7 separate regions of the Mus musculus genome follow, and all the other regions are linked to region 7. A link is a contact called in public ChIA-PET, HiChIP or PLAC-seq and promoter capture Hi-C data. All regions are on one chromosome and are shown on one strand. Each heading gives the region's core, a stretch centred on a gene start, on an enhancer-like site or on the middle of the called end of the contact. The rest is flanking DNA. Distances are from core to core; before and after follow the strand shown. Region 1 holds the start of 6030442K20Rik (RIKEN cDNA 6030442K20 gene). Region 2 holds the start of Tmcc2 (transmembrane and coiled-coil domains 2). Region 3 holds the start of Dstyk (dual serine/threonine and tyrosine protein kinase). Region 4 holds the start of Ctse (cathepsin E). Region 5 holds the start of Srgap2 (SLIT-ROBO Rho GTPase activating protein 2). Region 6 holds the start of Tmem81 (transmembrane protein 81). Region 7 holds the start of Elk4 (ELK4, member of ETS oncogene family).

Region 1 (4,017 bases), core at 693-3,192, 470 kb after region 7:
AGAACACAACGAATTACAAGGAATACAATGTCTACCATACCAAAAAAAGAAAATAAAAAAGAAACCCAAAAATAAAAAAACAAACCAAACCAAATCAAACCAACAACAACAACAACAACAACAACAAGCCAACCCCTACGGCTCCATTCTGAGGGATAATCATGCATGTCGTGCTCTATCACTAATTTGGAGATTTTTTTTCAGAGATTTTTTTTATTTAGGTATTTTCTTCATTTACATTTCAAATGCTATCCCAAAAGTCTCCCAGACCCCCCCCCCAGAGATTTTTAAAGTGCAAAAATATGCATATATAAACTTGACAAAATACAGTACATCTTTAACCGGGACCTCTTTGAAGTCCACGTTTTATCATCTCTAGTCAACGTGTCTGGGCAGAACATCTACCTTATACAGGCTGTTTCCTTCTCTGTATCCTCTGCACCAGCAAATGGAGCCCCCAAAGCAGAAACATGTCACACACACACACACACACACACATCTTTTGCATTTATGCCGCTTCCAATTCTGTCTCCTAATCTCAAGCTCCTTGATTGTTTTTCTCTCCTGTAGATTGGATTCAGACCATCCTTCACGGCCAACAGTAAACTCCTGGAGAGTTTTTACCCCTCACCGGAACTCCTACTCAACAGTGTCTTTAAGAGGTTGATCTTTAGGGCTAGGCTTATAGGTAGGCTCTGTAGGTAAGGCTTAGGTTCAATCACCAGTACCAGAAGAGCTGAAAGCAAACAAACCAAACCCAAACCCAAACCCAAACCCAAACCCAAACCAAAGCAAACCAGCACAGCAGCAGCAGCTGCAACAACAAAAATCCCAACCCGTCTAATGTTATTTCCTTCTTCTCTCTCACTCCAGGACTCACTAGGGAGCCCAGGCTCCTTCCTGAGTGCTGAGATTACATATATGAGCTATAAGACTGGGTAGGAATTTTTATTTTTTAAACATTAACTTGATCATATTATTCCTTCCTTGAAAATTTTACAAAATGCATGTTCCATTAGAAAAAAACATGGCCAGGGACACCAACAGTCTGCCTACAGAAAATAAACCCATATACACGTGAAAAGTTCATCATTATTACTTCATAAGTGAAACAATGTATTTTTTTTTCTGTTTCACTAAGCCAGTGGGTACAGCCAAAGAGACCTGATAATAAATCACTGTGAGAAGTGCAGAAATATTTCTACAAATTATTTCTGGTTCTATAGTATTTGGATAGCATTTCGGAAATATTGGACACGAAAGGGAGTGAAAATTGTCCAATATCTCTGAGCCTCAATTACTGTTTTTGGGTTAAATGGCTACATGAAAGACATATTTAGGAGATAGTAACTGGTAAATAATGGCTTATACTTGCTGTCACCTGATTTTTTTATGCACTTTATATGCTTAACTCATTTAATCCTCGTAATTCTCTAAGTAGTATTATTATCACTGTCATTTTACGCACAAGGAAAGGGTTAAATACCCATAACGGTGAAGTCAGTTAGGAGGACCTCTAGATTACTGTCATTATAGCTACACAGGGGTGACTTGCCCACCACATTGGATAAACACTTCCCACCCCACGCCCATTATTTACCATTAGCTGGTCTTCTCTGATTGCTCTGTGTACATCAAGTCTGACAGAACTGTGGGACACTCAGTCCATCTCTCTTGACAATGTTCCTGTGCCCTAATCGATGTTGTGTACACAGTAATACCGCAGGAAAGGGCCTAACAAATACTATCGTGCCGTTTTATGTGATGCATAGCATAGTTTTAGAGACGTGAAATAATCTTCACGAAACTAAGTCAGACACATAGTAATTATAGTACTCATAGTAAGGTGAGCCAAGCCAGCACGCGCTCTGACCACGCCAAAGAGCTCCAACACTCTTGCACTAGGGGCCGACCTTTCCCGCTTTCCTGCGGTAGAAAGAATCGCCCGGAACCTTTCTTGCGGAGTCTCAGGCAGCCGCCGGGACAACCCAAGGAACACACGGCATTGTGAGTATTAGTGGGTTAGTGATATGCCTGAAATTTCTTGCTCACTTACGTGGTCCCGGAGAGAAAAGCTTTACATTCTTGTACTTTTTGGAGTTCCGACTGACTATGACATTTTTTTCTCCCTCGATAATATTATAGTTGTTTGATTACAAGAGCGTTTAATATTTTTTTTAATTAGGGAGAAATGTGGACAGCTACGTAAAACGAACAAGGAAGGCGGGGGAGGAAAGCGGAAGCCGCGGGGCCTTCTAAGTCCGAAAGTCTCCGGAGCTTGCGCCAGGCTCTTCGCGGCGCCCCCCACTTAGACGCGGGGCTTCTGAGCGGGTGGGGGAGAAGGAACTGTTGCCGGTGCGGAGACCAGGCGGCCAGCGTCTGCAGGGATGAACCTCGAGTTGCTGGGTGAGGAGGGCTTGCCTGCGACTTAGCAAACCCTTCGGTATTGGGAAGGAGGGAACCTGGGCGGGAGGGACCGCAGGCTGCAACCTTAGGGACACTCTTCGGAGATGGTTCATTGAGTGCTCGTGAGGTGGAGTTGCAGCAGCAGGAGTAAGACCAGCTTCTGTCCGAAGAGAATGCATTACTTTTCTGAAACCGCTTTCAGATCAGTTGTGGAGTCATTGAGGCACTTTTTGTCCGAGCTGTGATTTCGAAGATCGCAGGTGCTGAAGTAACAAATCAGACAGGACCAGAGTTTTGGAGATGCAGTCAGAGGAAGAGTGACCTAGGGTGGGTCAATTTTGAAGACCTGTCAGGGGATCCGGTGCCTAGATGGGATTACTCTTGCTGGAAAGGTGTTACTTAACCAGATTTTATTTTAAAAATAAAAAATAAAAAAAAGGTTAAGGGAATAGGTAAGGGTGTTGTAATTCGGCACTAAGTGGCGTAGTTGGCATTTGGAATCCAGTCATCTTGACTGCCCGTTTAAGGTCCTTAACCGTAGGGAGGTGTAGATCCCCGGAAATGTGAACTACACAAGCAGTTGTTTTATTCTCGAGACAGGGTTTCTCTGTATAGCCCTGGCTTCCCTGGAACTCATTTTGTAGACAAGGCTGGCCTCGAACTCAGAAATCCACCTGCCTCTGCCTCCCAAGTGCTGGGATTAAAGGCGTGCGCCACCACCGCCCAGCCAGTCAGTACTCTTAGCCGCTGAGCCATCTCTCCAGCCCACTTACAAAGATAATTTTTAAAGTGTTCTTTGTCTTTATAGCGGCTTTATTGGAGCATGGGTGCATGCTTGTGGATATAATACTGACGAAGTATGAAAGTATGTGAAAGGTGTATCTAAAATAAAAGACACCAATGAGAAAATTTTTAATTTGTTATTTTATGTGTGTGGGTGCTTTGTCTGTATGTATGACTGTGCACCAGTGATGTATGTGCCTGGTGCCCACAGGAGCCAGGAGAGTCAGATTCCCTGAAACTGGAGTTACAAATGGTTTTGAGCTACAATATGGGTGCTGGGAATCATACCTGGGACCTTTGGAAGAGCAGCCAGTGCTCTTAACCACTGAACCATCTCTGCTGCCCCTCAGTGAGATAATTTTTCTGCTATGCCAAAATGTGGATATTGTAATAAAGAGGATAACCAAGAGTTTAAGTTGATGATGTTTATTTTGTGGAGACTCATGGATGCCAGGTTGGACAGTTTACTTTTTAAGGAAGATAGGGCAGATACACCAACAGCTCAGATGGAGCACTGATTTATAAAGTTTTTCGGAGAGTTATAATGCATAGATGAATGTTGAGACAATATAAAACCAGTCTGGAAGGCCACAATGTATGAGTGATACACGGAATGTGTGAATTGGGACATAGAAAGAAAAAACATTGGGGAGGCAGTATTTGAGTGTAGTGGTGATAAGAAAATGAACTACAAAATAATGGTGCTTGACTAATAAGATGCAAGGAATTGTGAAAGGTAGCTTGGATCTGTTGGATGTAGACTGAGAGCTTGGGAGACAAGTCTTGACTTATGATCACCATTTGTTTCTGCTTATTGAAACCCTGGGA
Region 2 (3,755 bases), core at 500-2,999, 380 kb after region 7:
TACCATCTCAGTTAAAACAAAAAACATGTCACTTGGGGGAGGGAGTGACACTTCTTGGAGCCTGAGGGAATCACAAGCTTTGTGAAGAAAGCCTAGGTGTTCAACTAGTCCATCATTACACATAAGGTGGGTGGAAAGAGGTCAGGTTTGCAAAACTTCCACAAAAATTTAAAAGTCCCACAAGGAGTGAGTGGGCTCTCTTCCCCAAGGGACAACACACACACACACACACACACACACACACATAAAGCACACATGCACTCACCTGGCTTCCTGACTTTGAGCTGCTCAGACCAAAGAAGGAATGTCATTAGCTTATTCTAGTGAGCTCCTCCGGGGCCCACAGCCATTTGGACAAGGCTTTAACCTAACGGGAGGCCTTTCTGCTCCCCTATCCCAGACCCTGCACCCTTTCCGGAGAAAATTTCCAAGGCATCAATCCCCAAGGCATTTAAGTTCCTTCCGGGAGCTGACATCTCTCTCAGCCCAGTTGTGAGCTGGCCTAAGGAGCCTGAGCTGGCAGTCCCGATGGTAACTCCAGCAAAGGCGCATTATTTATCCTGGCTGCTGCTGTAATTGATACAGAGATGTATTCAATACAGCTCGCCAATAGTCTGGAAGACCTCGGGCTGGAAAATAAACAGCTCCATGTGAACGGTCCTTTCCAATTCTGGTTCTAGCTGCCGGCTCAGCATGTGTGCAACTTGAACCGAGGCCCCAATCAGCCCAGGCTCTGCCCTGCCACCTGTCAGTTCTCCACCCTGGGGGTTGGTTCAGGAGGCAGAGAGGGATCTCCAAGCACTAGCTTAACCTCTGGCTCCACCTAACGGCAAGACATCTACACCCCCCTTTCATAGATGGACAAACTGAGCTTCGTTCAGGAAGATGCTCAAAAAAAAAAAAAAAAAAAAAAATCCGCACTCGGAGGAGGCTAATTGGCATAGGAAGGTAACGGTCACCTATTTAGCTTCCCAAGCTACAATCTTCTTCTCTAGCCTTCCTACAGAAGGGAGAGTACTGTGAACTTTCTAAGTTAGCATCTTAGATCTCGCCAGCCCTTTGTCTGCAAAATAGGGTTTCACACACGTTCTTCAAACAATCTCAGATGAGTGAGTCATTAGAACGTTTGCTGAATAATGAAGAACACAGAGGACTGAGATGGAGCTGATAGACAGGAACAAATGGTGCCTAGCTTCCCCCTCCGAACCTAGCCGAACATCATTCATCCTCTCTGACCTTTGCGAGCTTCCCCATCACTTTTATTCGGTTAAGACACTTCTGCGAGGGGTGGGGGAAGCTACGTGGCGGGCTGGGCTTGCCTGGAGACGGTCTGCGCTCACCTTTAAATCAGGAGGCTTGCTTCGGGGACCCGGGTTGGGTGCCACCGCAGCGCCAGCATCTGAAGTTGGCCCGCCAGCGGAGTTAGCACTCGAGGCCTCCCCATGCCGGAGGTCCGCGCCTGGCAGAAGGCAAGCAGCGTCTTCCATCCCAGCCCCATCCTCCTCGCCCTGCTGTTGCTGCAGCTCGTCCGATTTGCACCTCTTCATGGTGTAAGTGGGTCGGCAAGGGGAATCTGTCCTTCTAGCGTGCTATCTTGGGGAGAGACCGCACCCCCCTCTTGCACTCAAAAGACCTGGGGTTTAAATTATGGACGAGGGGAGTAGGCAGATCACGAGTTCTTGAATTTAAGAAATTATCTTTTTAAAGGAGGATGAGGGAGGGGCGAAGAGGGGGAGCCTTAGGATAGTTCATTCCGACCTGGGGAGCGGAGGCAGGTCGCGGGCGAAGCCGGGCTGCAGCGGTCCTTAGGCAGTCACTGGCGCGGGAGGGGGGCCGCTCCCGACCCCCAAACTTTCTGCCTCAGGGCCCCGCAGGGCGGCGGGGAGCTGGACCACACCGCGCATCCCCGCCCGCAGGCCGGACTGCTGGGCCAGGCAGGGCACGCGGGAGCCGGCCGGGCGGGTCCCATAGGGCCGCCCTGGGCACCCGGCCCCGCCGCCGCCCGCCGCCCGCCGCCGCCCCGCATGGGCCTGCCTCCTCCCGCCCCGCGCCCCGCTCCTCGTCAGCAGCCGCGCAAGGCTGCGGCCACAGCCCGCCGCGAGCGCGGCCTACCCCGCCCGGGCCTCCGCCCGCCAGCGCCAGGGCGAGGCGAGCGCAGATGGCGCCGCCCGCCAATGGGAAGGCCGGAGGGCTGCGCAACGGCGCGCGGACACCGCTGTAGGCTTGGTTGCACCGCGCGTCCCCCGGGAGGGTCTGGAGGGCTGAGGCTGTGTTGGAGCTCAGCTCTGTGCCGGCTTTGGAGCCACCTCTCCCAGGCTAGGCCTTCACGATCACCCCGCCCATTCGCTTTGTTGGGGGACACATTAAGTGTTTATCATCACTCCCCTAACTCTGCACCTTATATTATATGCATCCCTTCAGTTAGAGACAAGCTAGTCCCTTCTAGAATAGGTGGTTTGGGTCGCAAACCCATGCCTACCTTCATAGCTACAAAAGCAAAGGAGAGGGACTGTTCTGCTACATCCCCTCTTTCTCTGTTTTAAATACACATCTCATAAGAACGCAGGCTTTATGTTTAGAAACTCAGTGCCCAAATACATGCTCACCAGAAGCAGCTTTTTAAAAGGAATGGGTATTAATGGTAGGTATTAATGATATGTACTGAAGACTGGAAAAAGAATGTTACATTTGCCCCATACTATTGCTAAGCAGTTTGGAAGATGAGAGCAGATGGAGCTACCAAAAAATGGAGAGTAGTAGTATTCTACTCTATTAATTCCTATTCGTTCTGCAAACTGTATGCCTTCTTTGGCATGGATGGGTTGCCCTTATTCAGCATCCAGTAGTTCTTAAGGCATAGACTGGACCCTGCATCATCACCATCGTAGTCATCATCATCATCACCACCACCAGGGAACCAGACAGAAATACGAATTCCTGGATACAACTAAATCAGAAGTCATGGACCCAAAGATCCATGTTTCACAAGCCCGTCGGGTAATTCTCACACAAGGTAACATCTGAGAAACACAGGCCTGGGCTACTGTAAAAGGCTGCGCCTCCCCCTGTGAGTCACAGAGCTTTCTCTGAAGGATTTTACAGTTTGCCAGTCTCTTTCACACTCACCAAACCCTTCTTGCCTCACTTCGGTCCCACTAGTCTGTGAGTTTCCTAACTCTGTTAAGCCTTTCCCCCATTCCAGTCCCTTATTTTGATGTGTATCCTAAAAGAGACCAAGTTGTTAAGAATTTACTCTATTCAGGGAGCCACTTTCTAAACTAAGCTGCTCTGTTTTTAGAAGATGGGAATTTAGAATGGGCTGGGAATGCAAAAACACTCTACCTCCCCACCCCATATCCACTACACGGTATCAGGCACAGTTTGGGAATGCAAAGCTATAAGCCTTTTGGATTTTCAATGTTGAGGAATGGCAGAGTGCCAGAGCCAGAGCAGATCGTGGGCAGGGACTAGACAAGCTGGGGGGGGGGCGTGGAGAGCAGATTCCCTCGGTACATGGTACAAAGGAGAGAAACACACTGCTCTCTGCCTGGGCTGAGAGAGGAACGTGTAGAGGCCCCTAAAGCATGAGCAAGTCTTGGGTGGCAATGGGTTTGGAACACACAGTGGGCCCTTCTTGACTCCAAGCTAAAGAAGAGCAGAAGGGGTTCTTCGAGAATCCTTCAAGAATGGGGCTGGAGATATGGCTCAGCAGTTAAGAGCACTGGGCTCTCCTCCAGAGGTCCTGGGTTCGAAAT
Region 3 (3,867 bases), core at 1,283-3,782, 410 kb after region 7:
CACCATCGCGCACACACACACAGGCTTGTGCACACTCATGCACACTCCTTCCTCTATCTCCCAAAGGTTAGGTTGCAGGCTTGTATGACCATGTGTACTATATGCAGTTACTGGTGATTAAACCCAGCATTTCTGCATGCCAAGCAAGCACTGAGCGACGCCTCGAGCCTAACCTTAAAAATTTAAAATAAACAAGACGTGGCTTCTTGCAGATCAAAAGTGGTGATATGTGCTTCCACATATTCAAACGATGCATACATTTTGTTTTCTGCAGCAAAGCCCCAGACTTCCATCAGTAAAGGACCTGCTCAAAACATGCCATCCATATGGCCAAACACTACCCAGTTCAAATGCAGTAGATGTTTATGTTATGGTGTGACAGTCGGTATGGCTGTAACATAGTGTGTGTATGCTGTTCACTTATGTTTAAAGTACAAGTAGTTTTTTCAATGGCAGCTGCACCCTGAAGGGAACTAGGTGACTAGGAGACAGGAATAGAAAAACTAAGGGAGATTTAGTCTTCCTCATACCATTTGTACCTTCTGACATGTCTTCCTCTTCTTCTTCCTCATTCTCCTCCCCCTCTCCCCTTTCTCCTGCCCCAGAGGTCGTAACTCTGTAGCTAAGTCTGGCCTGGCCTGGAACTTGATATGGAATTCAGGCAGATTTTGAACCTCACCATCCTCCTGTGTCAAACACTAACTTAATTTTTTTTAAGATTTAGTTTTATTCTGTATATAGCTGTTTTGCCTATGTGTCTGTACACCATGTGTGCAGTGCCCACAAAGACCAGAAAAGGGCATCATGTCTCTTGTTTTTGGCTACCATATGGGTGATGGGAATTGAACCTGGGACACCCAGGAAGAATAGTCAGAACTATTTGTTTATTTATTTAATGTATCTGAGGGCACTGTCGCTCTCTTCAGACACACCAGAAGGGGGCATTGGATCCCATTACAGATGGATGTGAGCCACCATCTGGTTGCTGGGAATTGAACTCAGGACCTCTGGAAGAGCAGTCAGTGCTCTTAACTGCTGAGCCATCTCCCCAGCCCCCAGTCAGAGTTCTTAAGCATTGAGCCATCTCTCCAGCCTTCTCCCAATTATTTCTAAAATATAAAGTACTAATAAAGACTAGTTTTGTGATGTCGAAATGAGGTCTAGTTATGTAGCTTAGGGTGGCCATACCCTTGGGATTACCCTTCCTTGGGCTCCTGAGCGATGGGATTACAATTGTGTCTTCCCATGTGTATCTCATGCAGATAGATTCTTCCTCCAACCTAAGGTTTCTCTCCACTGATCCCCTAACTAGAAATCTTTGTGATGACTCATCCTGCATTGCTTTGTTAGAATAGAGACAGGGTCTCACTATGTATGTAGCCTTGTCCATTCTGGAACACACTCTGTTGATCAGGCTGGCTTTGAACTCACAGAGACCTTCACGCCTCTGCTTCCAGAGTACTGAGTCTAAAGGCATACACCACCACACCCAGCCCATGTTCTATTTTTAAATAGTGCTCTTACACTATCAACCTTTTTTTTTTTTTTAATTTCCATTTGTGTTCTCACTTCTGTTTTACCAAGCCTTTTGGAAAGCAAGGGGAATACAACTTTGCAAAGAAGAGAAATGGCCAGAATGTGCAAAGGGAGGCGTAAATGGGAAGGAACACAGGGCTCCTTTTTTGCAGCTAGCCTACCTTAAAGTGCAGGCTCATTTGAATGCGTGATCTTTTAAAAAGTGCAACAAGTTACAGGTTAAAGCCTTCACATTTCACATTGAGCCCAAGTTACTCAAAGTTCAATCAGGTGAAGAGGTGACTGGTGTCAAGTTCTGTCCCGTTTGTGGCTTGTGTGTCATGGAGTCCGTGACAGTCTGCGTCGATGGAAGTCTGGCACACTGACAGAAGCCTTGTTAAGATAATCAGTTTAGAAGGCTACTAACTTCAACTTCCCCTTACCCCTGCCGACTGTACAAGAAATCAACTGTCCTTTCTCTTAGGTCTCACCCACCCTTTCACACCCCTACCCCCTTTCCACATCTAGAGCAGGAAAAAAAAAAAAGAAAGAAAGAAAGAAAGAAAGAAAGAAAAGAAAAGAAAAAGTAGACTGTAACACAAACAGTAGAGTTTTCACTATTCTCCGGGTATTTTCAACCAATTCTCTATTATCTGTTGTAACCATTTGGGGTAACCACAGACATATTTTGTCCTCGGCCTTATTTCCTTCTACTTATTAAAATCTTTCTTTCTCCTAGATTTGAGGTACCCCATTTCTGCCGGGGTTCATACTCTGCGGGTTCTGCCTTTCCTTAGGAATTCGTGTACAGTGCAAGAACACCTTTTAAACGAGAAGAGTGTAAGCACAGGGATCAGTAGGGTCCACCCGCTAGCTTGCTTCCCTGTGGGCGTTGTGGCATTCCACCCAGCCCAGACTACAAGTCCCAGGAGCCCGCGCAGCGACGGTGCCTCTGTGAGCTCGTCCCTGGCTCCGCTGGGGAGCGGAGTAAGGTTCTGGCCGGAGCCAGGCGCTCTGGCTGCTCAGCCGCGGCAGTGACGGAGGCTGGAGGCCGCGCGGAGCGCCGGCAGGGGCGTCGGGAGGCGGATTCCGCCTTCTCTGAGCGCTAGGGGGCGGGAGGAGGGGGCCGGGCCAGCGGCTCAGCCAGCCGCGAAGACAGCTGGCTGAGCGATGGAGGCCGACGGGCAGTCATGGGCCGGCGAGTCCGTGTCGGGCCCGGGTCCCGGAGGCGGCGGAATGATCCGCGAGCTGTGCCGGGGCTTCAGCCGCTACCGCCGCTACCTGGGACGGCTGCGGCAGAACCTGCGAGAGACCCAGAAGTTCTTCCGCGACATCAAGTGCTCCCACAGCCACAGTTGTCCCTCCTCCCCCGCGGGCGGCGGAGCGGCCGAGCTTGGCCCTGCCGGCGACGTCGCCGAAGCCCCGCTGCCGGCGGGTAAGGACAGGCCCGATGGAGAGAGGAAAATCGGAGGGTGGCATCTCCGTCAGCAAAACAACTCCAGGAGGAGGCGGCCAGTAGGAGAGGGCCGCGGGGCGGCGCGAGGCCTGGGCCTCGGGGATCTTAGATGAGGTGGGAGGATACCCTGGGGAGAGGTGGCAAGGGCTCGAGACCGGGAGGCAGAATTCGAAAAGGCTAAGCGGAGAGGTGAGAAAGTTGCTTTGAATTGGGGTGCTTGGTATGGGGACCGAGTCCCCGGTTAGGTGTTAGGTTGGGTGTTTCTGAAGTCTCTGGGCGCCTTCGGACTGCACTGGTATGTGAGTGTGTGAGCGCGCGGGGTTTGGGTGTGTAAAGTGCTTGCAATCCAGTCAAGAGGCAGCCCTGCGAAGATGTCCTCTAAATAGGATTTGGAGTTGCCAAAGAAAAGGATATTTAATGGGTGTTAGAAATTAATTGGTCAGAGATGTTACTTATGGTGAAGGAGTTAAGAAATGTTTTGTTGTTGTTTTTGTTGTTGTTATTGTTGTTGTTGGGAGTGGAGTGGAGTGGGGCGGCCCTGAGCCCTTGAAAAACTTGCCCTTCTTGACTTGATTCCCCCCTCTCCTCCAACCCCTCGGGATGTATCAGAGGCCTCAGATCACTTTAAATACTGCAAGATCTTTGATCCTCCTTGAACTGCAATTGGTGGGGAACTAGAGGGTTTAACTTTTACCACCTTCTCCTTAGGAAGTTGATGAGAGAAGCCACTGACTTTCCATGTGGGTAGGTAGACGGGGCACAACCTAACAGCAGGTATGTCCTTGGTTTGCCTTTAGTGATTCTCGAGCTGCAGTGTAGATTAAAATAACCTCAGGAGTGTATTAAAAATGCCATGTCTCAGGTTGTGTCTTATGGATTCTGGCTGTGTAACCATG
Region 4 (3,978 bases), core at 308-2,807, 370 kb before region 7:
CATCTCTTCTCTCCAGACTGGCCTTGAACTCATAATCCTCCTCCTCCTGTCTTCCAAAGACTGGAACAGTTGTTTCCAACTGTGATGACAAGAGGAGGCACTTGCCTTTGTTACCTTGGCCTGTTCCAGGTAAGAGGGTTCTAGGCACACAGGCATGCTAACAGGCCATAGAGTCCTTTCTCCTTCAGTGAGCATCTGAAATCACTGGTAAGAAATGGGCCTCATCATGTCACCCAGGATAAAAAATTAAAATAAAATAAAATAAAATAAAATAAAATAAAGGTGGGGAGGGGGCAGAACCTGAGTAGACACAGTGTGACCAGGACAATTCACAAAGCAGATTTCAAAAGTCCTGTGTGGCCTGAGATCTTGTCCAGTCTGACTTATGTCCCCAGTACCTAGTCAGTGCCTGGGATGTAACGGGTCCTCAGTAAATGCCCTGTGAGTGAGTGAAGGGCAGGACTGTCACCTGGGATGCTGTCACTGGGGTGCTGTCACCTTTCTTTCCTCAGGGTGGCTGCAGAGGTGCTCCTAGAGGATTTGGAGCAGAGCAGAGGTACTTGGGCATGCCTTCTCAGCTCCGTGTGATGAAACACTTCACCACTTCTGAAGCTTGAACATCTTTCTGGCCAGGCAGTGGTGGCACACGCCTTTAATCCCAGCACTTGGGAGGCAGAGGCAGGCAGATTTCTGAGTTTGAGGCCAGCCTGGTCTACAAAGTGAGTTTCAGGACAGCCAGGGCTATACAGAGAAGCCCTGTCTTGGAAAACAACAACAACAACAATAACAAAACAAAACAAAACAAAACAAAACAAAACCGGCTGGCGAGATGGCTCGGTGGATAAGAGCACTGACTGCTCTTCCAAAGGTCCTGAGTTCAAATCCCAGCAACCACATGGTGGCTCACAACCATCCGTAATGAGATTTGACGCCCTCTTCTGGTGTGTCTGAAGACAGCTACAGTGTACTTACATATAATAAATAAATAAATCTTTTAAAAAAAAAAACCAAGAACATCTTTCTGGTTGTTACCCGCAAAATTTCATTTCTCCAAATAAATCTCCTGTGTCTCTTGAAGTTGATTATGGAGCCCATTTATTGACTGAAGTTGTCTTAAAGAAGGCTTTGACATGTTCAATTCATGTGGTAGCTCATTTACAAACAGTCAATGGTTGCTTTGATATTTGGAGTTCGAAGAACATCTGGCTGTGAGCATTGTGGTCTCCACTGTGACCTTGGCACCTGGCCACAGCTGGCTCAACAAAAAACAATCTTGTGTTTATGGAAATAATGTCCTCTACTGCCTCTGCACATCCTTTATTTATTTTATTTTTATGGAGACAAGGTCTCATGTACCACAGGCTAGCCTCGAGTCAGTATGTAGCTGAGGCTGGCCCCAAATTCCTGATATGTCTGTATCCACCTCTCACACAGGGGAATTAGAGACATGCACCACCATGCCTACCTTCCTTTACTTGACTTTAAAGTCTGTTTCCTGTTTATTTGAAAGAGCAGGCACACTTCCTGTAAGTGCCAAAAAACTGTATGCCCGTCTCACAACTTCATTTGTTCCTCAGAACTGCAGATGCCCTGTGTGACTCCAGAAGCGGTTAGAAAGATCAGGCGTGGTTATCTCCATTTGCAGCTGAGGTGGCCAAGAGATAAGAGTTGCTTAAAGTCGGAGTTAGCAAACAACAAAACGGGGTTTCCACACAGAGCTCAGCTTCGGAGCCCAACCCATCCACTTACTACAAGAAAACGAAATTCTTGACATTTTGGGTTATATCCGGTAACTTCAAAGGTAAGTGGTTTATAATCTTGTTACAAATTTTTCTGGGAAATGACAATCTCATGCTTTAGTTAACAAAAATCCATTTATTATGATAATTTCCTCACAGGTAAAAGTGAGCACCTCCTAAGAAGGCTGCCATTTGCTTGGTTTGTAAGATTGATTTTCCTACGGGGAGCTTTGCGTAGGACTTTGAAGTTTTTGTTTTATTTGCTTGGTTGATTTTTTGAGACATGGTCTCACTAGGTAGGTCAAGCTGCCCTCCACTCTTTATTTAGATGGTTTTAAAATCCCTACTACTATTTGTGTACTGATGAAATCGGAGGTTTTGCAATAGAAGTCATATTGTCTGAACGGTGCCTTTCAGTTCCTGATTTAACTCTCTCTCTCTCTCTCTCTCTCTCTCTCTCTCTCTCTGTGTGTGTGTGTGTGTGTGTGTGTGTAAGACTTTTATTATGGCATGACTTACTGTCATTAATGTTTATATAATGTTCTACATCTGCATGTTATTTCTAAATTAGAGTGTACTGTACATGAGCTGCTAATTGCATTATAGCTGTTAATAATGCGTTGCTAAAGGAAATTTCTTCAGGACAAAGATAACTGCTGATCCAGGTGTGGAGCTACACACCTTTGATTCCAGCACTTGGGAGGCAGAGGCAGGTGGATCTCTGTGAGTTCAAGACCACCCTGGTCTACATATCGAGTTCCAGGCTCGTCAGAACACAGTGAGGCACTCTCTTAAAAACAAAACAAAACAAAACAAAACAAAAAAACCTACTGGCAAAAATTTCATAGCATATTACTCATTTCTGTTATAAACTCGAGAGGGAACTGGAAGGAGGGCTCCATGGTGAACACTGGCTGCTCTTCTAGAGAACTTGAGTTGAATTCCCAGCACATATATGGCAGCTCAAACCATCTGTAACTCAAGTTCCAGGGGACCCAAGACCCTCTTCTAGCCTCCCTGAATACCAGGCACATGCATGGTACACAGACACACATGCAGGCAAGACACCAATGCACATAAAAACAAAATCATTTTAAAATTAAAAATAAATTCTAATATAAACTCTTATATATGTACATTAATTATATATAATATCTTAATTATATATTATATACACATATTATACATTATATATTATATGTGCACTAGTATATACATTGTATATAATATACAATATATTCTATTTATTTATATATAATATATTTTTACATTATATACTCTATATATATATATATATATATATATATATATAAGATTTATGTTGTTTCTTTCAAGAAACATAAGGAAAAAATGTTAGACTCAAAACAGAAAATGAAAAATCTGTCTGGGGAAAGAAGTGAAATAAAACTATTTGAATTATTGACTAAATGAAGGGAACAAGATAGACTGTGCAAAGAAAGTATTGAATCTGGTAGCTGCTGACATGGGTATGTCCTAGAAACAGGAGCAGAAAGTGAATTCACTTGTGGGTCTCATTCTCAACAATCACTGAGACTTTCAACAAAAGCTAGACTGTCCTCGGCCACTTTGTGGAAATACCCGTCCTGCGAGTGCCCTTGGTGAAGTTCCCTCAAGGAAGAAGTCTTTGCTCTATGAATAATACAGGTTAAAAGTCTGGGAAATAGAATAAGCAATTAATTTTTTCAGACAGTTTGGTAACAAATCACGTAGAAACTGTTTCTTACATTATGAGTTTTCAAAGAGGTCTAAGCTTTTACCATCTCCTTGACAACAACAATGGAAAATCAATCAGCTGAAAACTAGAAAGAGTCAAAGGTAAAGAGAATTTAGCACTTTTTTCCCAGTAAACAAGAAACTGAAATAAAACATCAACAGTTTAAAATTTTAAATGTGACTTTGAAATATCTATTTCCTAATAACCAGATTCTATCTGATAAGGAAAATTGGCCTGCTACTGTTATCCACACAAACACAAATCTCTTGTGGACAAGACAACATCTGTCATCCCAAAGAGTATCTCAGAAAGTCTGGAGTCAGGCTTGCTGGTACAAACCTGTAGTTGCAGCTGTGAAGGCCAAGGAAGGCCCAGGTTATAGAAGGAGTTGAAGGTCCATTTGAGCAACTTGCAGAGGCCCTGTCTCAAAATGAGTTAAGTAAGGTTGAGAATGTCGCTTTGTAGTAGAGCGCTGTATCAGAGCTGTACATCCCCAAGGACACC
Region 5 (3,756 bases), core at 1,141-3,640, 480 kb before region 7:
CCTTATCCTTTTTGAATTTGGCTGGAGACGTCATGTTTTCCTTCTTTCTTCCAAATCCGAATTGTGAATTGATAGATCCACGGGAAAAATCCAACCACTGATATCAATGCCTCCAAGGCCACTTCTCCCACAGGCAGAGAAATGCCCCGCGGTGGTATCCAGAGCTCCAGGAGAACACGAGCGGCGGGATGGGCAGCCGGCTACTGCACACACATGCAGACTGTGGGCGCTGAGGCCGGGGGTGGGGAAGTGGGGGGCGGCGGCGGCTGGCTTAAGTACTAAAGCCCTAACCACAACCGCAGCATTAACCAGGAGAACTGCAGCGCCCGGAGGCTGGCCTGGGGTCTGACATCAACGACACAGGCTGGGAGTGGAAGTCCTTCCGCACAACATGGTGTAGGGGATGCGGGGGTGTGGACGCGCCCAGCTGTGTCCCTAGGAGGGAGTGGGTTTGTCTTGGGGTGCCAGAGGAGGGCTAGGCGTTCTTCGCGGGATTGTGTGTGTGTGTGTGTGTGTGTGTGTGTGTGTGTGTGTTACCAGCTCAAAGATTCTGCAAATCAAATCCCAAAAGGGTGCCGCTGCAGCGCAGAGTGGGTCGGAAGTCTTTGCTCCGGTTCACTAGCCTGTAAATGCAAGAAAAGGGGGGAGGGGGCGATCAGTCGGAGGGAAGATCCTAATCGCAACAGGGGTGGGGTCGGGGATGACACTCCAAGTCCAGCTTTGGCCCATTCATCTTGGCCTAACAACGCCCGCTCCGCCCGAAGACCCGGCGTGGCGATCAATGTAGGGAGGAAAAATGTTCCCTCCAGGTTTTAAGGCAGAAAGAGAACACTTTGGAGCAGCCGGCAGCGCGTGCTCCGGGCGGAGACTGCGGCGGGAAAGCTGAGCTGCGGGTGGGGACTGCGGCACCTCGGCGCTTTCCCAACCCTGCTAGCCCAAGAGGGGTCCTCCCGCCTAGCCCGCGACGCGGCCCCTGACCTCCGGCTGGGGCACCTCCCAGACATCTACAGGATCCATACCAGAGGGGACAACCAGATGGGCACAACTTTTCTTCCCCTGCCACCCCTCCTCCCAGTTGTTTTGTTTTTGGTAACTAGCTTCTCCTGGCAGCAAAACCGGGGAGGGGGGTGAGGGGGGTGGAGGGGGGACGCTGCAGGAAGGGCCCGCTCCGCACGGGACATCCAGGAAAACAATGTGGTCGGCAGAAGCAGGAAACGAGCTAGAGGCGAGGGTCTAAACCGGGAAAACCCGGAGATGGGAGGCGGCAGGCGGCGGTAGCCTTCCCCAAGCCAGGTATGAGAGTGACTCTAAATGGCACCCCCCCCCCAGTATTTTTTTTGTCCCCCAAGCCTAGGGATCACAAATACCGCACCCAATCCCAGTCGGGTGGGAGGCATCAGTGAGAGTCGCTCCGGGAGGCGCGAGAGGCGGCGGCAAGGAGGCTGAGGGAAGAGCTCCAATGCTGCGGCGGGCCCCTGCCTCCTAGGCCGCCCTGTCCCCGCCGGCGCACAAGCGGCTCCAGGCAGTGTCGCCTACTCCCGGCGGCTGGAGGAAGGGCCGCGCGCAGGAAGAGCGAGCAGAGGCCGCGCGGTGCGGGAGGACAGGAAGCAGGAGGCGGGCGTGAGGTGGGGTCCTGAGGCAGGAGAGAGCCCGGGCCAGCTCGAGCCGCCCAAGCTTGGACGACCAGAGAGGGCGCCGAGAGGACGGCTTTGGGGGCGAGGCAGTGAGGGAAACCGCGGTGGACCGCTGCAACGTGAAGTGTAGGATGTTGGCAACTTTCGGGACCCGCATGAGGTTTGGGTATCAGAGTGGGTGGAGAAGCCCTGGGAGACAGACTGGAGGGCTGGACGGAGAAAGCACCCTGCAAGCCGTGAGGAACACCCCATCTTTCCGGGTCCTGGGCTGGCAGCCAAGGCTAGGAGACCAGGGACGAGACCAGCGGACCGTTACGGCGAGGCCCCTAGGTGGACCCGGCCAACCGTGTGCAAAGGGGCTGCGGGAGGGCGGTGTCGCCGCGTGAGGACCGTCCTCGGCAGTGCAGGGATGGGCGGAGAGATGAACAGTCCCGAGAAGTATTATGGGCTGCACTGGGGGATTTGGAGGGCCGGGGAGGGCGGTATGAGGACCGCGGGCGGCGACACGGCTAAGGCGGCGCCGAAAGCAGCAGCATCCGCAACGCGTCCACCCGCCCAGTCCCGGTTTGTTCAGTCAGAGCAGCAGCAGCCGGGCGTACGGGGAGGGAAGGGGAGAAGGAGCCTTTACCTGGCTCTGCCGCGACCGGTCCCAGGCCCAAGGTTCCGCTTCCCACTTAGCGTTCTCCTCCCCGCCACCCTCTTCTACGCAGTTCGGCCCCCCAGTTCCCTAAGGAGACTCCGCCAACTCCGCAAGACCCCGCCGGGAAGCTGAACCCACCCCTTTGCCAATCACCGCCCGCCTAATAGCGACTGACGGGGACTATAGCCAATAGGAACAACTGATCCATAGACGCCAGGAGTAGAGGCGGGGCTGACGAAACTTAGAGGTGTGGCGAACACTAGCTGCCTAGGCGCAGTCCTAGAGTGAGCTCCTCCCCGGCCTGTGGAAGCCTAAAGTAAAGCTGATGGGCGGGATAAAATGGAAGCGACAGCCAAACACAAACTCTCAAGAGAAGACGGGACCAATCGGACCGGGAAAGGGAGGAGGGAAGTTCAGCCAATAAATAGTAGAGAACGGCCTGGACCTTAGTGTATCCACCAATAAGAAACTCGGGGTGTGTCTTCCAAGTTCACAGGGGGGAGGGTTTAAGCCGAGCAGATGCTGGCCAATGATCTTAGGGGCTGAGCTAATATTAACCAATCAGAGAGCCGATCTGATATCGGCACCGTTACTGGGGCGTGGCCTCTGAGCTCACGTCAGGAGAAGGCCCTTGGCCTTCCAATGTGGGTCTGGGGCAAATTCTAGTCCTCCCAATCCCTGCTCGGCGCAGGCAATTCAAACTGACAGCGGGTTAGAAAAAGCAGAGAAAGCGGAAGAAAGAGCAAAACCCGGCGTGTTCGCTGACTGACTGCAGCGCGAACTGAGCCTATTCCGAGGCTTCTCCCCTCCACCTCGCTACACCGCTGCTCACTTCGGAGCGACCGCTGTGGAAGAGACCTTACGGGTTACGGGCCGCAAGTGCGAGAGCTCGGCCGGGAGAGGACGCCGAGAGCCGTGGTGCAAGGGAGAAAGCCCACGGGCGAGCTCCGAGAAGAGGGAGCGGGACGGGGCCAGAGCCCGCGTGGAAAGGGCTGAGGGGCGTTGAATCCTACGAAGAAGCCGCGTGGAGCTGAGCAAGAATTGGAGCGCTCTGCGGGCGGAGCTCGCGCTGGGAGTGGTCAGAGAGGCGAGGCTTTAAAGGGAAGAAGCCCGCTGGGAACTGGGAAATCGCCCAATTCCGGAGCCGGGGTCGGAGCTGAAGAGTAGAAGATTCTTGAAGACCAGAGAAAGTTAAACCTGTTGCGGAAGTTTCCCTTCAACTCCACTTGTCTCTCCCCACCTTGAACTCCATTTCCCTTCCCTCCCCAAGTCAAAAGGAAGTAAAATTTGCTCTTCCTACTCAATAAATACTAAGTTTCCCTTTCCACCAGGAAAATAGGACTCTCTTCCCAGTTTTAGAGCGTAGAGAACGAGAGGCCTTCCGTCTTGATTGTTAGCCTGAGGAAATCAAAGTTTCCCCTTTCAAAATTCTGCACCTCTTTCAACGTGGGACGCTATGTCTACCAACAACTGTACTTTCAA
Region 6 (3,931 bases), core at 288-2,787, 500 kb after region 7:
GAGGTTCGTTCCTTAAATCCTTGCCTGTGGAGAACCTGTCCCCGGCAGCCATAGTTTGTCCTTTCCTGGAGCTACGCCCCATTACTGTCTTCACTCACTTCCTTTCTGTGAAAGGTTGCTTAGCTTTTACCCTTCTCTTTCTCACCTTGGCTCTCTCTGCATTTGCTGTTCTTTTAATAAAAATAGCAAATTGAATGGATTTGTACAATAAGTGTTTGAAATTTTCTGAAAATCCAAAGTCAGGAAGCCAAGTGTGCGAAGGGTTAGTGACGCCTCTGGCAATAGCTTTGGCTTGCCCTGGGCCATACTCTGTCAGCACTGAAAGGAGGTTTAAATACTATGCTAATTGTGAAATCTCTTATCAGTTGGTGGAGGCTCCTTCAGACAGCCAAACCCGTTGATTACATTGTACTGTGGTAGATGTGACAGGGACACGCTGGAAGTTTCTAGTTCTGTTGCTCCTGTGCTGCTTCCAAGTGTGAGTGAGACCAATGGTTGTGATTGGTAAGTGGCTCACGGGATGTTTTTATTTGTAGACATTACCTCCATGTCATGTCTCTGTACAGCACACTGCAGTGGTGTGCAAGCTGATGCAGGGGTTTCTGCCTTCCCTGTGTGAAGTGGCTTGATTTCCCTCCATCTGGATGCTAATGCTGTGTCCCATTTCCATTAATGAGCTACTGAGTAAATCAGCTCAAACCCTGCCAGATTGTCTCTGGCAGCAGCTCCTAATAATTATTTATGCTTTGGGAATCTTTTTGTCGGCTTCTAGAACCTTCCGTCCACTCTCAGCTTAGGTTTTTGATTTGTGTAATATATGTATATTCTTTTTCCTTGCTGTCGTCCTCCCTGCCTCTCCGTTTTGTTTCTTAAAATGTTCTGTAGTTTTGTACAAGATGAGACTTAGCCTTGGGTACTTCTTGCTAAAGCTTTAATGCTTTGTAAATAAAATTGGATGTTTATTAAACCACAAGTATACATGCTTGTTTGTAAACACTGCCTGCTTCTGGAACTCAGCAGCCATCTTTGTGTTTGTACAGTAGAAAATACGTGTGGATTTTAGATCTTTCTCTGTGGTCATTTGGATCTGGAAAGGTCAGGCAGTTTGGAGTCCTTCCGTTGTCCAAACTAGAAATAAATGATTTGAGCCAAAAGCTGATGTTAATGAAAACAGTCACATAGGGTTTTCTTATTATAAGCTTTGAAGAGGCCACAGTGCTAGGCATTCAGGGAGGTTATAGTAGTGCACCTAGAGGTTCTAGCCTTCCAAGGATCTTTGTTAGTCTAAATGTAGTTAATATTCTTCCTTGTTAATCCTGTTCTCTGATGAAGTAATTTTAACATCAATACAGAATAGTTGTTATCTCATAAAGAATAAGATATCTCAGAGACTCAAGTAGTATGGTTTCAAAGATTACCAAATCTGTCTGCTTGCTACTCTGTTCTGTCGCTAAGAACCCATCTTTAGCATCATAGCTGCTTCATAGCAACCTTCATTGATGCGAACAATGAGCTCTTCTGTGCTGCGGGGGTAAATAGAGCAGACCAGAGTCAGGCAGCACCAGTCCGCCTCACACTAGGCAGGTCCTGATTCACTTAGAACAGGACGAGCTGCCTCTGCCATAGCGTACTCACTTGCTCCTTTGGAAGGGTGTGTTGGACTAAGTCTCTAACCTGGGCTGGTCTCACATGGGTGTATAGCTGAAGCTGACCTGGAACTTGTGATCTTCGTGAGTGCTGGGAGAAGGGCTGTGCAAACTCCCAGTTTATGTGGTGATGGGGATCAAAACCGAGCTTCATGCAGGTGCAGAACGCGTGCTGCCACACTCCACTAAAGCTTTTTCTTTTCAGGAGACAGGTCTTAGAGTTAGCCCGTTTAGCCCAGGCTAGCCTTGAATTTGCCAGCAGTCCTGCCTCTTTGAGGCTGCTGTCACCATACCTTGCTTTCCATTTCTTTGAAAGTCTATACAGTGAAGGTAGTTAAACCTGGGAATGGGGCTTTCAGGTGCAGTGTTCAAAGGGACCTACCTGAAATGGACAAGGGGGGAGTCACGTGGCTCCAGCCCAGAGTTGTCTGTTTTTTTCAAGACGGTTTCTTGGTGTAACAGCGCTGGTTATCCTGGAACTCGATCTGTGGACCAGGCTGGCCTTGAATTCACAGAGATCCACCTGCCTCTGTCTCCTGAGTTCTGGGATCAAAGGTATGCGCCACCAGGCCCAGCCAAAGTTATCTTTCTAATAGAGGTGGTTTAGGAATATTCACAGTAAATTATTCAAGATATTCGAATTAACATCCTAGCCCAACCTTGCCTCACCCCTTTTGTAAGACTGGTTTTGTATCTGATCAGATTTAGTACGGGACTTTGAAACTCTCCCACAGTTTGGGAGGGAGGGAAAGAGTTAGCTTATACACCTGGGTAACATGGAAATTCACTTCAGCTTCTCAGGTCTTTTCCTTTTTTCCTTCTAAAGCCTGTGGGTTTAAGTTCATTAGGAAGCGACCAGAATTGTGCCCTGGAAGACGCCCCTGGCAGGCTTAAGCAAGCAAGCTTAGAGAGTCAAGCGACAATACTGTAAAAAGTCTTCCTGCCTGTGGCCTTACCTAAGACTATGGACCCCGCTTCTGTGCACATCTGTGCATGTGTCTGTTTTGCTGACAACTGTACATTATAATCTCTCAATGCTCAGGGCTATTCCAAGCTGGAGGCTCTGTTGTGGTACAATAGAACATTCATCTGGAATGCCTGCTAGTAAAATACTGAGTCATGAAGACTGGGGCCATCGTTTTTATCCTTAGGAGTCTGTTATCAATAACCTACCTGCCTTTGGTGTTGATGACACTGGACATCCCTGAGGAGCTACAAAAAGCCGTGGGGAGAGTCATTGTCAATGCCACAGGATGCAGTGTTACATGTGGCCTTGGCTACAAGGAAGAGACGGAGTGCGAGGTGGGTCCCGACGGAGTGAGGAGAAACTGCACGTTCCAGCGTTTGGAGTGTGTGACCAACTGGATCTGTGGGATGCTCCATTTCACCATCGTCCATGGGAAGACGTTTGAGCTGAACTGTCTCAGCTCAGACATCCTGGAGAAAGGGCAGGAAGCCTTCCGCTTCACCTGGAGGCTTGCCCGGGGCATCATCTCTACTAACGACGAGCTTTTCAGACCCTTCCGAGCCAATTCCCCCTTTATAGGATTTAAACCAGCCTATGAGTATAACGCTGGGACGTATCGATGTGACGTGCAGCTGCTAAAAAACTTGAAATTTGTCAAGAGGCTCTATTTTGGACTGAGGGTCCTTCCTCCAAAGTTGGTAAACCTAAATTTCCAACAGTCCCTTACTGAGGATCAGAAGTTGATAGATAAGGGCTGGGAAGTTAATCTGGACAATGGGTCTAAGCCTCACCTCCCTGTGTGGCAAAGGAAAGTGACATCGGCCTTGGGCATAGGAATTGTGGCTGGAGTGGTTGGCGGCGTGTTGGTGAGCGTTGCTGTCTTCAAGGCCCTGGGAGGGACTGATGGCAGTGGGGGCCGCACCCGCTTATGATGCAAGTCTTCCTCCCAGGAGGCTGGCTACCTAGGAAGCTAAGCTAGATTGTATGTGTGCCTCTGATGGTGAAGTGTCAAAAGAGGGCTCTCAGCCAGAGTTGGCTAGGAGGCTGGGAAGATGTAACCTCAGTAGTTCAGGGCAGCATCCACCATTGTATTCAGGTTTCCCTGATCCTAGATGCTCAGGAGATCCACTGCAGGCTTAGGTTCTGTCCCTAGAGAGAGTTCTGTCTTGCAAGCTTGTTTTTGTGCCACACTTCCCAGTGTGTGTGCCCCGCTCACCTCCACTCCACCTCTCTGAACAGTGTATTGACCAGAATGTACTAATCGCAGCCTTTTATGTTGGGAGTTTTTTTTTAATTTTTTTTTTGTTTTGTTCAATAA
Region 7 (3,876 bases), core at 383-2,882:
GCAAAGAATCAATGTCTGTGAAGTGCTCAACCATAAGTTGAATATTTATAGCATGTCACCACCACCCAAGGTTCAGGGAACACTGAGGAGGAGGAGAAGGAGGTGGTGGAAGGATTTTTAAGAGCCAGAAGTCTGGGGTGACTGGACTCTTCTGGGCATGACCACTACACTCATGCATTTACAGAAGCCATGGTTGCCTGTTAAAGATCTGTACAAGAGCAAGCAGTTGACATTCCATTGTGAACAGAGCATAGACGCCCCGCCCCTAGCTGAAGAGCTATTGGCCTTTGATGGGTGCCAGAATGAGTCAGTTTTCTTTAGAGGTGGGTCCCTGACCACGATCTAGTGGACTAGTGGACTGTCTCACATCCAGGCATATATGGGCAATACTAACTGGACTCACTGGGTTAAGAAACAATGAAAAAGAGGGCACATAGGGGGATCTGGGAGGAGTCAGAAAGGTGAGGGAGGGGGACTATGTTTAAAATATATTGTATGCATGTATGAAATTATCAAAGAAAAAATTATATATATAGATATCTGTATCTATATATCTATATAGATATCTATAGCTATATATATATGAAACTGAGCTTGGTGTTAAAAGCCTGTAAATTCATCACTTGGGAGGTGGAGGAAACAGGATCAGGAGTTCAAAGTCAACCTCAGCTCGGACTTCATGAGACCTTGCTTCCAAACACAAATCACATTTGTAAGAACCAGCTTACGCTTAACATCCTCATAATGTTGATACTGAGACAGGGTTGCTGAGAGTCCAACCCCAAATTGAGTGGCACAGTCAATCCCATGAGAGCTTTAAGTACAGAAACTGTCTCAAAAAGCCTAAGTAAACAAACAACACACTCATTCGTTTAGTGGGGCAGGGAGACAAAATGGAACGCTCAATTGCCTCAGCTGCGAACACTTGTGAACCTTGGAATTGGGTGTTGATTTCTGCATCCCTTCTTTGGATGTTGCAAGTTTTGAAAATTAGGTTTTCACAGTGACTTTACAGGCAATGAATTGGGTGTTTCGGATTCTTAAGTAAAGTCACTTAGACTGGACGTGGTGGTGCACATCTGTAAATATCTGTAATCCCACCACTTGGGGCCAGGAGTTGAAGCAGAAGGATCTCCTATGAGTTCAGAACAGCTAGAGCTACGTGTTAAAATACTGTTTCTAAACCAAAAAAAAAAAAAAAAAGAAAGAAAAAGAAAAAAGAAAAGAAAGAAAGAAAGTTAAAGCTCTGGACCAAGCTAAGTTGGTAAGGGGGAAAGCTTTTCCCATTCTAGAGAGACCATTCGTCAATGATTCTGATCAAGTGGTGGTGGTAGCTCGCAATGTAAACCAGTGGGCGTCGTCCTCACACGTCAGCTCCGCCGCCACAGCCCTGGGCCCAGATTGCTACCCCGAGAGCCCTAAGCAGGACTTTGGGCCTGCGAGGAAGTACGAATGTCCGGCAGAGCAGGAGTCCCCGGAGCGAGTGCACGGGACGGACTAACAGGGTACGTACGGGAGCCCCGGGCCAGAAACAAAACACTGGCTTTGGGGCCCGGCCCCTCCCCCGGAAGTGACGCTCGCGCTGCTTCGGCGTCGAGGAAGGGCCCCGGCAGTGCCGGGGGGGGGGGGTTTGAGAGTGGCGGAGGCCGCGGAACGACGGGAGACGGCGGCCGTAGTGAAGAACGTCGAGCGCACGCACGGCGAGTGGCAGCTTAACTATAGCCACTTCGCCGTCCCGGCCGCGTGTGCGAGGGCGGGGCTCGAGACCTGCGGCAGCGGGAGATGCGGGCGGCTGCGGGCACGCGGCTGGCTCGGCTCGGCCGCCGCTTTCTCGGGCCCCGGCGCGGGGGTCGCCACTGTTCGCCGCGCGGTCTTTGAGGTCCGAGTGTGAGGAGCGGTGGGCGACAGAGTCTCGCACCGCGTTCAAGGCCGAGGAGTCCCGTGCCCTGCCTGGTGAGCAGCACGCCCACGCCCCGTCGGGGTCTCGCACCACCGCCCCTCAGCCAGGTTTCCGCGCGGGCCGGGCGGAGGTTGCGGGCGCGGCAGGAAGTGCACCGGGCGGAGGGAGGGGCGGAGCTTGGTGGCGGGAGGGTGGGACCTGGTGGGTGGGCGGGGCCCGCTGGCGCGCTCTCCTTGGGGGAGCAGCTCGGTGGAGCTCAGGTGCTCGCCGGAGCGCCCCCTCCGCCTTGCCCGCACCTCGGTGGGTCGTGAGAAGTCCCTTGGGCGGAAGGTGGCAGCGGTTTTTTGTTGCCTGGGTGGGGCAGAGGGGAACGGTTTTAACTTGCCGGAGTGGCAGGAAGTTGGAAAGTGAAAGTGCTTTCTTGGCTCGCCCACGGGCCGGAGGTCTGCGTCTCCCCGCACTTTGATCTCGGGGCGCGCGGCCTCACGCCGCATTCTTCCCTTCCCCAAGCTCGCTGTCCATCCGGCCACAGGTTTTTCTTTCTCTACTTTTCATCAGTCCTCCTCGCTTCCTGTACAGCTGTGGCAAGCTTTTCCTCGGAAAAGCATTGGAAACATCTTTGAGGGGAGGAGTTTTAACGGGCATCGGCAAGGAAATAAGGGGGAATTTGTTGGGTGAACTCAGAAGACACGGTTGGCATTTTCTCGAGCCCTTGCAATGTGAAGGTTAGGTCATTTAAGTAAGAGTCTTTCAGTAGAATGGCTGCCGTTCTAAGGTCAGAGCTCTTCTCTCTTCCCCCCCATGCACAGAACGTGGGGCTTCTGTATTTCCGGCTAGGAGTGGTGTTTTTAAAAGAGTATGATTCAACTTTTCCTTGTAGGAACTCTTTGTTCTTTGATCTTTGGTTTTATTTTAAAATGGAAACTGCTTACGTGGAGTTTGTTACATTTTTGGGGGGGAAATATTGTCTTAACTTTTGGGACACCATTATATATTTGAGGCAGGGGATGTACTCTTCAGTCACCAGCACAAAAAGGTAAAAAAAAAGTATACATTTAATATCCTCTTGTGGCTCTCACCGTTGCTTTCAGCCTCCTCTCCTTCCTTCTTGTGCTATGTATCAAAACTGGGGTCTGCATCAGGTGTTCATCAGCTGGTCTGCACTCCAGGCGCCCCTGTTCTCTTCTTTTTCCATTGCACTTCTTCGAGAAAGCAATTTTCTCTACCTAGGTGCAGTGCTGGTCATCTAACCTGTGTTCTCAGGCATGCTAGACAAGACAAAGCACTTTGCCACCGAGCTGCTCTCCAGCTCCTAAAGCCCCGTTTCATTGTAGCTTAGAGATTAGTCTTTGAGTGTTAAACCTTTTCCAGCATTTAATCTGTCAACGATGATTTGGGTCCATTTAAGTCTGCCTCCATTATGCTTCTAAAAAACCTTTTGAAGCTGTAATTGTTAGTACTTAGACAGTGTCTCTGTTTTTGTACCTATATGGAATCTGTCTGTCTTGTTCCCTCTTTGTTGGTCAGTAGCCCGGGCTTCATACCCACAGCCCTCCCTGCTTCATCTCAGGAGAGCCTGGGTTATAGGACAGTTTCACTTCTACTTGGTTCCTGTACTTGGGGCTGGGGTAGGGTCTCTAGTATTTCATGTAGCCCTAGCTGGCCTGGAACTTACTATATGGATTGGGCTGGCCAAGAACTCAGATCGAACTTCCTTTGCCTCAGTCCTGGGATAAAAGTGTGTGCCACCATGTTCTCTGTCGAAGTTGAGGAACTCATTGAGGTTCACTTGTAGGAGCTAAAATGAAGAGTTTCAACGGTGTATGTAGGAGTTCTTTGAAAGAATAACACAGAAATTGAATCATGGGTTGATCCTTAGCACAACTAATTTTTTGTGGTGTGTTTTTTTTTTTTTTTGGTGGTGGTGGGGGGAGATAGTCTCATAGAGGTTGGAATGGCCTTGATCTCTTGATTAC

The links. Promoter capture Hi-C pulls out the DNA fragments that hold promoters and counts their contacts. ChIA-PET counts read pairs in DNA pulled down with a chosen protein or histone mark. HiChIP or PLAC-seq counts read pairs in DNA pulled down with a chosen protein or histone mark.
Region 1: an RNA polymerase II ChIA-PET map of memory CD8 T cells shows a contact between it and region 7, with 46 read pairs. The contact joins the promoter of 6030442K20Rik here to the promoter of Elk4 in region 7. A contact is called at or near these places in 13 of 39 promoter capture datasets (the 3T3-L1 cell line, the C10 cell line, the HPC-7 cell line and 9 more), 9 of 484 Hi-C or Micro-C datasets (CD4 T cells, CD8 T cells, embryonic stem cells and 3 more), 5 of 115 datasets of contacts at active chromatin or transcription factors (effector CD8 T cells, embryonic stem cells, extraembryonic endoderm stem cells and 1 more) and 3 of 9 other capture datasets (adipose tissue, liver and pancreatic islet).
Region 2: a contact with region 7 is called in a promoter capture Hi-C map of fetal liver, with 2.9 times the contacts expected there. The contact joins the promoter of Tmcc2 here to the promoter of Elk4 in region 7. A contact is called at or near these places in 6 of 39 promoter capture datasets (cranial neural crest, embryonic stem cells, erythroid cells and 3 more), 1 of 15 datasets of contacts at CTCF or cohesin (the NIH/3T3 cell line), 1 of 484 Hi-C or Micro-C datasets (differentiating embryonic stem cells), 3 of 115 datasets of contacts at active chromatin or transcription factors (embryonic stem cells and epiblast stem cells) and 4 of 9 other capture datasets (adipose tissue, embryonic stem cells, liver and 1 more).
Region 3: a FOXA1 HiChIP or PLAC-seq map of pancreatic cancer cells shows a contact between it and region 7. The contact joins the promoter of Dstyk here to the promoter of Elk4 in region 7. A contact is called at or near these places in 1 of 39 promoter capture datasets (cranial neural crest), 1 of 15 datasets of contacts at CTCF or cohesin (the NIH/3T3 cell line), 3 of 484 Hi-C or Micro-C datasets (liver and uterus), 5 of 115 datasets of contacts at active chromatin or transcription factors (astrocytes, embryonic stem cells, memory CD8 T cells and 2 more) and 1 of 9 other capture datasets (adipose tissue).
Region 4: a contact with region 7 is called in an RNA polymerase II ChIA-PET map of memory CD8 T cells, with 29 read pairs. The contact joins the promoter of Ctse here to the promoter of Elk4 in region 7. A contact is called at or near these places in 2 of 39 promoter capture datasets (the C10 cell line and erythroid cells), 1 of 484 Hi-C or Micro-C datasets (liver) and 2 of 115 datasets of contacts at active chromatin or transcription factors (the 230-238 cell line and memory CD8 T cells).
Region 5: a contact with region 7 is called in a FOXA1 HiChIP or PLAC-seq map of pancreatic cancer cells. The contact joins the promoter of Srgap2 here to the promoter of Elk4 in region 7. A contact is called at or near these places in 2 of 39 promoter capture datasets (erythroid cells and pre-B cells), 5 of 484 Hi-C or Micro-C datasets (CD4 T cells, embryonic stem cells, muscle stem cells and 1 more), 3 of 115 datasets of contacts at active chromatin or transcription factors (the SCID.adh cell line, memory CD8 T cells and pancreatic cancer cells) and 1 of 9 other capture datasets (adipose tissue).
Region 6: a promoter capture Hi-C map of embryonic stem cells shows a contact between it and region 7, with 2.2 times the contacts expected there. The contact joins the promoter of Tmem81 here to the promoter of Elk4 in region 7. A contact is called at or near these places in 4 of 39 promoter capture datasets (embryonic stem cells, hippocampal neurons, neutrophils and 1 more), 1 of 115 datasets of contacts at active chromatin or transcription factors (extraembryonic endoderm stem cells) and 2 of 9 other capture datasets (embryonic stem cells and pancreatic islet).

The regions. Positions count from the first base shown.
Region 1 is chr1:132,475,122-132,479,138 of GRCm38.p6, forward strand. 6030442K20Rik (RIKEN cDNA 6030442K20 gene) reads right to left here and starts at 1,943. Exons shown (of 2, transcript NR_165177.1): 1 at 1,601-1,943. It overlaps Rbbp5 (retinoblastoma binding protein 5, histone lysine methyltransferase complex subunit), which reads left to right and starts at 2,246. Exons shown (of 14, transcript NM_172517.2): 1 at 2,246-2,406. The coding sequence starts at 2,388.
Region 2 is chr1:132,389,637-132,393,391 of GRCm38.p6, forward strand. Tmcc2 (transmembrane and coiled-coil domains 2) reads right to left here and starts at 1,750. Exons shown (of 5, transcript NM_178874.3): 1 at 1,341-1,750. The coding sequence starts at 1,547.
Region 3 is chr1:132,414,921-132,418,787 of GRCm38.p6, forward strand. It overlaps Dstyk (dual serine/threonine and tyrosine protein kinase), which reads left to right and starts at 2,533. Exons shown (of 13, transcript NM_172516.4): 1 at 2,533-2,950. The coding sequence starts at 2,686.
Region 4 is chr1:131,636,757-131,640,734 of GRCm38.p6, forward strand. Ctse (cathepsin E) reads left to right here and starts at 1,558. Exons shown (of 10, transcript NM_007799.3): 1 at 1,558-1,801.
Region 5 is chr1:131,524,971-131,528,726 of GRCm38.p6, forward strand. Srgap2 (SLIT-ROBO Rho GTPase activating protein 2) reads right to left here and starts at 2,391. Exons shown (of 23, transcript NM_001081011.2): 1 at 2,263-2,391; 2 at 1-623. The coding sequence starts at 34. Fam72a (family with sequence similarity 72, member A) reads left to right here and starts at 2,933. Exons shown (of 4, transcript NM_175382.4): 1 at 2,933-3,756. The coding sequence starts at 3,731.
Region 6 is chr1:132,504,693-132,508,623 of GRCm38.p6, forward strand. It overlaps Tmem81 (transmembrane protein 81), which reads left to right and starts at 1,538. Exons shown (of 2, transcript NM_029025.3): 1 at 1,538-1,804; 2 at 2,473-3,931. The coding sequence starts at 2,766. The coding sequence ends at 3,545. Rbbp5 (retinoblastoma binding protein 5, histone lysine methyltransferase complex subunit) reads left to right here. Exons shown (of 14, transcript NM_172517.2): 14 at 1-973.
Region 7 is chr1:132,005,988-132,009,863 of GRCm38.p6, forward strand. It overlaps Elk4 (ELK4, member of ETS oncogene family), which reads left to right and starts at 1,633. Exons shown (of 5, transcript NM_007923.3): 1 at 1,633-1,953.